Linked DNA regions of Mus musculus: region 2 is linked to region 1. Evidence: chromatin contacts called from public promoter capture Hi-C data. All regions are on one chromosome and are shown on one strand. Each heading gives the region's core, a stretch centred on a gene start, on an enhancer-like site or on the middle of the called end of the contact. The rest is flanking DNA. Distances are from core to core; before and after follow the strand shown. Region 1 overlaps Ryr1 (ryanodine receptor 1, skeletal muscle). Region 2 holds the start of Yif1b (Yip1 interacting factor homolog B (S. cerevisiae)).

Region 1 (2,700 bases), core at 167-2,666:
CCGCTCACTGCTCATTGTGCAGATGGGTCCCCAGGAGGAGAACCTTATGATCCAGAGCATTGGGTGAGAGCGCCTCCCTGGCCTGGCTGCCCGCCCACGCTGTACTGCCCCCCTCCGCCCACGCCCACGTGCTGTACTGCCCCCCCTGCCCACGCCCACGTGCTGTACTGCCCCCCCTGCCCACGCCCACGTGCTGTACTGCCCTTCCCCCCCCCCATGCCCACGCCCACACGCTGTACCGCCATGATGTCCCTTTGTCCTAATGGTTAACCCTCCTCAGAAGATCCTGGTCACTGTGACTCTTGGCACATCTGCTGTTTCTGAGCTTAAAGTCCTCTGCTGTAACAAAGGGAAGGACAATGCCTCCCCTTTAGAGAGGCCGTGGGGCTTCAGGGACCTGTGCTTAGAGTAACAAGCTAGCAGATTTGGGGTGGCATCTCAGGCCTGTCACCTTAGCACTCAGAAAGCTGAGGCAGGAGGATCTTGAGTTCCAGGCCATTGTGGGCTACATAGGAAGTTTTAGACCAGCCTGGGATACATAGCGAGACCCTGTGTTAGAATAATAATAAATATCAATAATTGGGCTGGTGAGATGGTTCAGTGGGTAGAGGTGATTGCCGCCAAACCTGAAGACCTGAGTTCTATCCCCAGGACCCACGTGGTGGAAGAACTCCAGGAAGTTTTCTGTGGGATGCATGGACCTCCCCCACATACACACAAACAAAGAAACAAATAAATTCTAAAGGGGGAGCACTGGAGAGATTGGTTCAGTGGTTAAAAGCACTTACTGTTCTTCCAGAGGACCAGGGTTCGATTCCCAGCACCCACATCAGGCAGCTCGCATCTACCCATAACTCTAGTTCCTCCGTGTGCATGGTATACATGACACACATAAGTAGAAATAATTTTTAAAAATTGTTTTAAATAATGCTACATCGTGATAGGATTGAGCATTGAGTCAAATGCAACTCAGCCATTTAAGTTCCTACTGTATGCCGGGCCCACACAGACATTTGGGAATGCTGCAGGCAGCATCTACCTTAGGGGAGCCTGCCTTGGATCCAGACCTCATTTTCTGTGTCTGTGAGATCCCATAAGTATAACTCCTGCCTCCCAGAGTGGATGTAATCATGATTCTTCAAAGAGCAAGATGGTAGCTCATACCTGTCATCTCAGCACTTGGAAGGCTGGAAAGGGAGGATTACTGTGAATGTTAAGCCACCCTGGGCTACATAGTTTCAGGCTAGCCTCGGGTACCAGAGGGAGACCTTGTCTCAAAACCTAACTAAAACAAAAGAGACAAACAAAAAAGGATGGATGAATTTAAATCTGCAAAAGGCGCCTAGAGAGTGCAGACTGTTGTCACCATGGTGACCATGAATCTCCCTGGATGTCTGCCCCGCCCCCAGGCTGCGCTTACCCCACATGTCCTGTCTGTTCACAGGAACATCATGAATAACAAAGTCTTCTACCAACACCCAAACCTGATGAGAGCGCTGGGTATGCATGAAACAGTCATGGAGGTTATGGTGAACGTCCTTGGGGGCGGCGAGTCAAAGGTGAGGGGCCTGGATGGATGTGTCGGCTCAGGGAGGGGGACACAGAGAGCAGGCACTCACCACTGGTCCTCCCTGTCTGCTCCCTGCAGGAGATCCGCTTCCCCAAGATGGTGACAAGCTGCTGCCGCTTCCTCTGCTACTTCTGCCGAATCAGCCGGCAGAACCAGCGCTCCATGTTTGACCACCTGAGCTACCTGCTGGAGAACAGCGGCATTGGCCTGGGTGAGCTATCCTCAGCTACATAACAAGTTCAAAGCCAACCTGGGCTACCCTGAGACTCTTTCTCAAAAACAGCATAAAACCCAAACCTAGGAAACAGTGGCTCAGACAACCTTGACTGACCCACAGTTCACAGAGCAGACAAAGAATAAAGTTCAGCCCAACCCAGAGCCCCGAGCGTTGGGATTGGAAAAGCTCAGACCAGCAGAGGCACTTAGTACATTTTGCAAAGGGGGTGGTCAGGAAGGACTTCCCAGAGGAGGAGACACAGTCAGGAGTTGAGAGGGGCTGGAGAGATTACTCACTGGCTAAGGGTGCTTATTGCTCTATCAGAAGGACCAGAGTTCAGATCCCAGAACTCAGTTTATGTGACTCACAGTCACCTCCAGCCCTAAAGGATCTGGTGTCCTCTTCTGGCTTCTACGTTTACCTGCATCACACACACACACACACACACATACACACACAGAGAGAGATGCACTTAAATAGTTTTTTTTTAAAAAGGAGTGGGAAACTCTAACTGCTCTTTGTCTCCACAGGCATGCAGGGCTCCACACCCTTGGATGTAGCTGCTGCTTCTGTCATTGACAACAACGAGCTAGCCTTGGCATTACAAGAGCAAGACCTGGAAAAGGTGTGGCCGGAGGAGACCTGGTCACGCCCAACTGTGTGGGCACATGCTGGCTCTGAGCACCCTGTTCAGACTGATGCTGGCCATCCCAGGGCCCAATCAGAAAGGGGCTGACTTGCAAGGAGCAGCCAGCAGCCAGTGGCTCCTTTACTCTGCAGAAGAGGGGCTGGGAGCAGGTCTATGGGCTACGCTCCCATCCGGGTGGCCCTGGTTATCATAGAGGAGTAGGGCTACAGAGCCTTTGGAGTTCAGACACTAGTCAGTAGTTCCACTCCTTGTTGAGTGGCCTGG
Region 2 (2,700 bases), core at 93-2,592, 160 kb before region 1:
AGGCATGCCCTCTTCAAGGACTCAAGGATACTTCCAGTCAACAACTGAGTTCCACATCTCCATCCCAGCCCCAACCTATCTGCCTGTGCACTCTACATCATCTGTCCAGCACTCTATTAAAAGGAACTAACTCATCTTTGTGTGTGTGTGTGTGTCCGTCCACCATAGATCCATCTCAGGTAGTCAGGCTTGGTGGCAAGTGCCCTTACTGGAGCCATCTCTGGGAATCCACCCCTGACTTCTCACACTGTTTACTTTAAACACATGTTGCCCAGGCAGGCATTCAAAGTCGACTCCCAAGTGCTAGGGTTACAGGTGTGCACCATGAACCCTCCCCCATGCTTCTATCACAGCAGTTCCATTGCTCTGTACTGGCAGCTTTATGACAGGAATAAATGCTAGCTGGTCACATATCACAGGCCGGCCAGACACTAAGGAGTGAAGGGGTAAATGGAGCCTCCTCAAACCCTAGTCACAATCAGGACTACACACACACACACACACACACACACACACACACCACACACACTGGTTCTTACTACTCTAGTTGACCGACAAGTTTCCTTCCTTGGAAAGTGTCTATCTTCCTCCTGAACTCTAGCTGTAAGAAAGCAAGGACCAGGGCTTTGGTGGTTACTAGTGTGTACCCAAATTCCAGCCCAGGGCCTGGCACAGGGTTCACAGGAGCAAGTTATGTTAGATGAATAAATGAAACAAACAGGACATAGATATTGAGAGACCAAGAGGAATTCAAATTTACATCTGGGAAAAGAGGTTAACGAAGCTGGAAAAAGGAGGTTAGCAGGACAATAAGTACTGGTTGTGTTCTTAAATGGGATGTAAATATGGCCCTGTCCGCACAGGGAGTGCCCAGGGGCCGTACTGTGGAGCGTGGGTGACAGTTCCTAAGCACTGAAGAGTCTCGGAAAGGTGGGTAGCACAGGAGGTCAAATCGCTGACTGCAAATGAATGGAAGTAGCGTTTCTCTGAACACCGCACTACATTTTCCTCCAACTTGCTTTCTTTTAAAGGAATTTTTTTTAAAGAACCTACCCGCGATGCGCCCCCTACCCGGACTTGGCATCCCTGGGCTGTGCACACCTAGAAACTCCAGGTCCGGGATCTCGTGACCTCCGTCCGACCTGGAGTGACCTCGCCAACCGCCGCGACGGCCCCGCCACACCCCTCGCCCGCCCGATCTCCTCAGCCAGCCACGTACGCCACTTACGCAGCCGGGGCGTCCCCGCCGGCGCCGCCAAACCTGTCGCGTGCATGCTTTAGATGCCACGGCCGAGAACGCCACAGCCGCAGTTTGGAATGGGCCCGCCCGGTTCCCGTAGCCACGCCCCAGTAGTATCGAGAGACCCAATAGGTCTCACGATAGCGCAAGAAAGCCACACCCTCTGGAGGGGGTGCAGCCTGGTTGAGTGGGCGTCGGCTTACATAAGAGGCGGGAACTGAGGCCAATGACGTAAGGGAAGAGGCCGTACCTTAGCGGCAGCAGGGCGGAGCTTGGTGCGATCTAGGAGGAGAAGACTTCAGGCAGGAAGGAAACGTTCCTATTGTTGAGCCCGAAGTCGACGGAAAATGTAGTTCTTTACAGGCAGGCACTCGATTTAGTTAACTGAGAGCACAGGGAGGCTGAAGAAGCGTGAAAGGCGGGGAGAATGATGGATTATTGCAGTTATGCCGGCTCATCTATCGTTTACACAGACGCAGCACTCATTTTTATTATTTATTTATTTATTTATTTGGTTGGTTGGTTGGTTTTTTTCGAGACAGGGTTTCTCTGTGTAGCCTTAGCTGATTTGGAACTCACTCTGTAGACCAGGCTGGCCTGGAACTCACAGAGATCTGTCTGGCTCAGGATTAAAGGAATGCGGCACCAGGGCCCATTTAGGCTGAGAAACAAAGTTTAGCTTAGTGGATCACTTCTGTATTCCCAATACTGAGGAAGCTGAAAAAGAAAGTCATGAGTGGGCTGGTGAGATGGCTCAGCGGGTAAGAGCACTGACTGTCCTTCCAAAGGTCCTGAGTTCAAATCCCAGCAACCACATGGTGGCTCACAACCAACTGTAATGAGATCTGACGCCCTCTTCTGCTGCGTTTGAAGTCAGCTACAGTGTACTTATGTATCATAATAAATAAATCTTTAAAAAAAAAAGTCACGAGTACTGGCTTTGAACATAGTGAGCTCTAGTCTTACAAAAAAAAAAAAAAAAAAAGATTGGGGCTGGTGAGATGGCTCAGTGGGTAAGAGCACCTGACTGCTCTTCCGAAGGTCCAGAGTTCAAATCCCAGCAACCACATGGTGGCTCACAACCATCCGTAACAAGATCTGACTCCCTCTTCTGGTGTGTCTGAAGATAGCTACAGTGTACTTACTATAAATAAAATCTTTAAAAAAAAAAAAAAGATTGAAAAAGAGGCCCTCAGCATATTAGTTCAGAAGAACTGGTAACTTTCTTCGAAGGTACCTTTAGGCAATTTCCCAGAAGTTCATAAAAATGTTCTCACATGGCTCTTTTCCTTCAAGCTTTCTGTCCACCAGAGGTGCATACAGCCCTCACAGTTGAATGCACACAAGCACAACTTTGAGCATAGAACCCTGAAAACTAACTTCCTCCTGTGTGTCCCTCAGTGTCTCTTTTTCTCTTCCTTAGTATGCCCCTACCTCTTTTGATTTGAGAAAGGGCATTA

What was found. Promoter capture Hi-C pulls out the DNA fragments that hold promoters and counts their contacts.
Region 2: a contact with region 1 is called in a promoter capture Hi-C map of hippocampal neurons, with 3 times the contacts expected there. The contact joins the promoter of Yif1b here to the enhancer-like site in region 1. A contact is called at or near these places in 9 of 39 promoter capture datasets (the C10 cell line, the HPC-7 cell line, cranial neural crest and 6 more), 3 of 484 Hi-C or Micro-C datasets (bone marrow-derived macrophages, embryonic stem cells and frontal cortex), 9 of 115 datasets of contacts at active chromatin or transcription factors (acute myeloid leukemia, bone marrow-derived dendritic cells, embryonic basal ganglia and 2 more) and 3 of 9 other capture datasets (adipose tissue, liver and pancreatic islet).

The regions. Positions count from the first base shown.
Region 1 is chr7:29,075,882-29,078,581 of GRCm38.p6, reverse strand. Ryr1 (ryanodine receptor 1, skeletal muscle) reads left to right here. Exons shown (of 106, transcript NM_009109.2): 39 at 1-63; 40 at 1,445-1,559; 41 at 1,649-1,781; 42 at 2,318-2,412. Among named protein-coding and RNA genes, the nearest start is that of Gm26604, 5.6 kb to the right of the region's middle. Within about 2 kb of position 1,416, at least 8 of the 459 cell types and tissues checked have an H3K27ac peak or open chromatin away from gene starts, as enhancers often do. A contact at or near this core is called in hippocampal neurons, where this site is marked.
Region 2 is chr7:29,236,965-29,239,664 of GRCm38.p6, reverse strand. Yif1b (Yip1 interacting factor homolog B (S. cerevisiae)) reads right to left here and starts at 1,342. Exons shown (of 8, transcript NM_001110201.1): 1 at 1,229-1,342. The coding sequence starts at 1,274.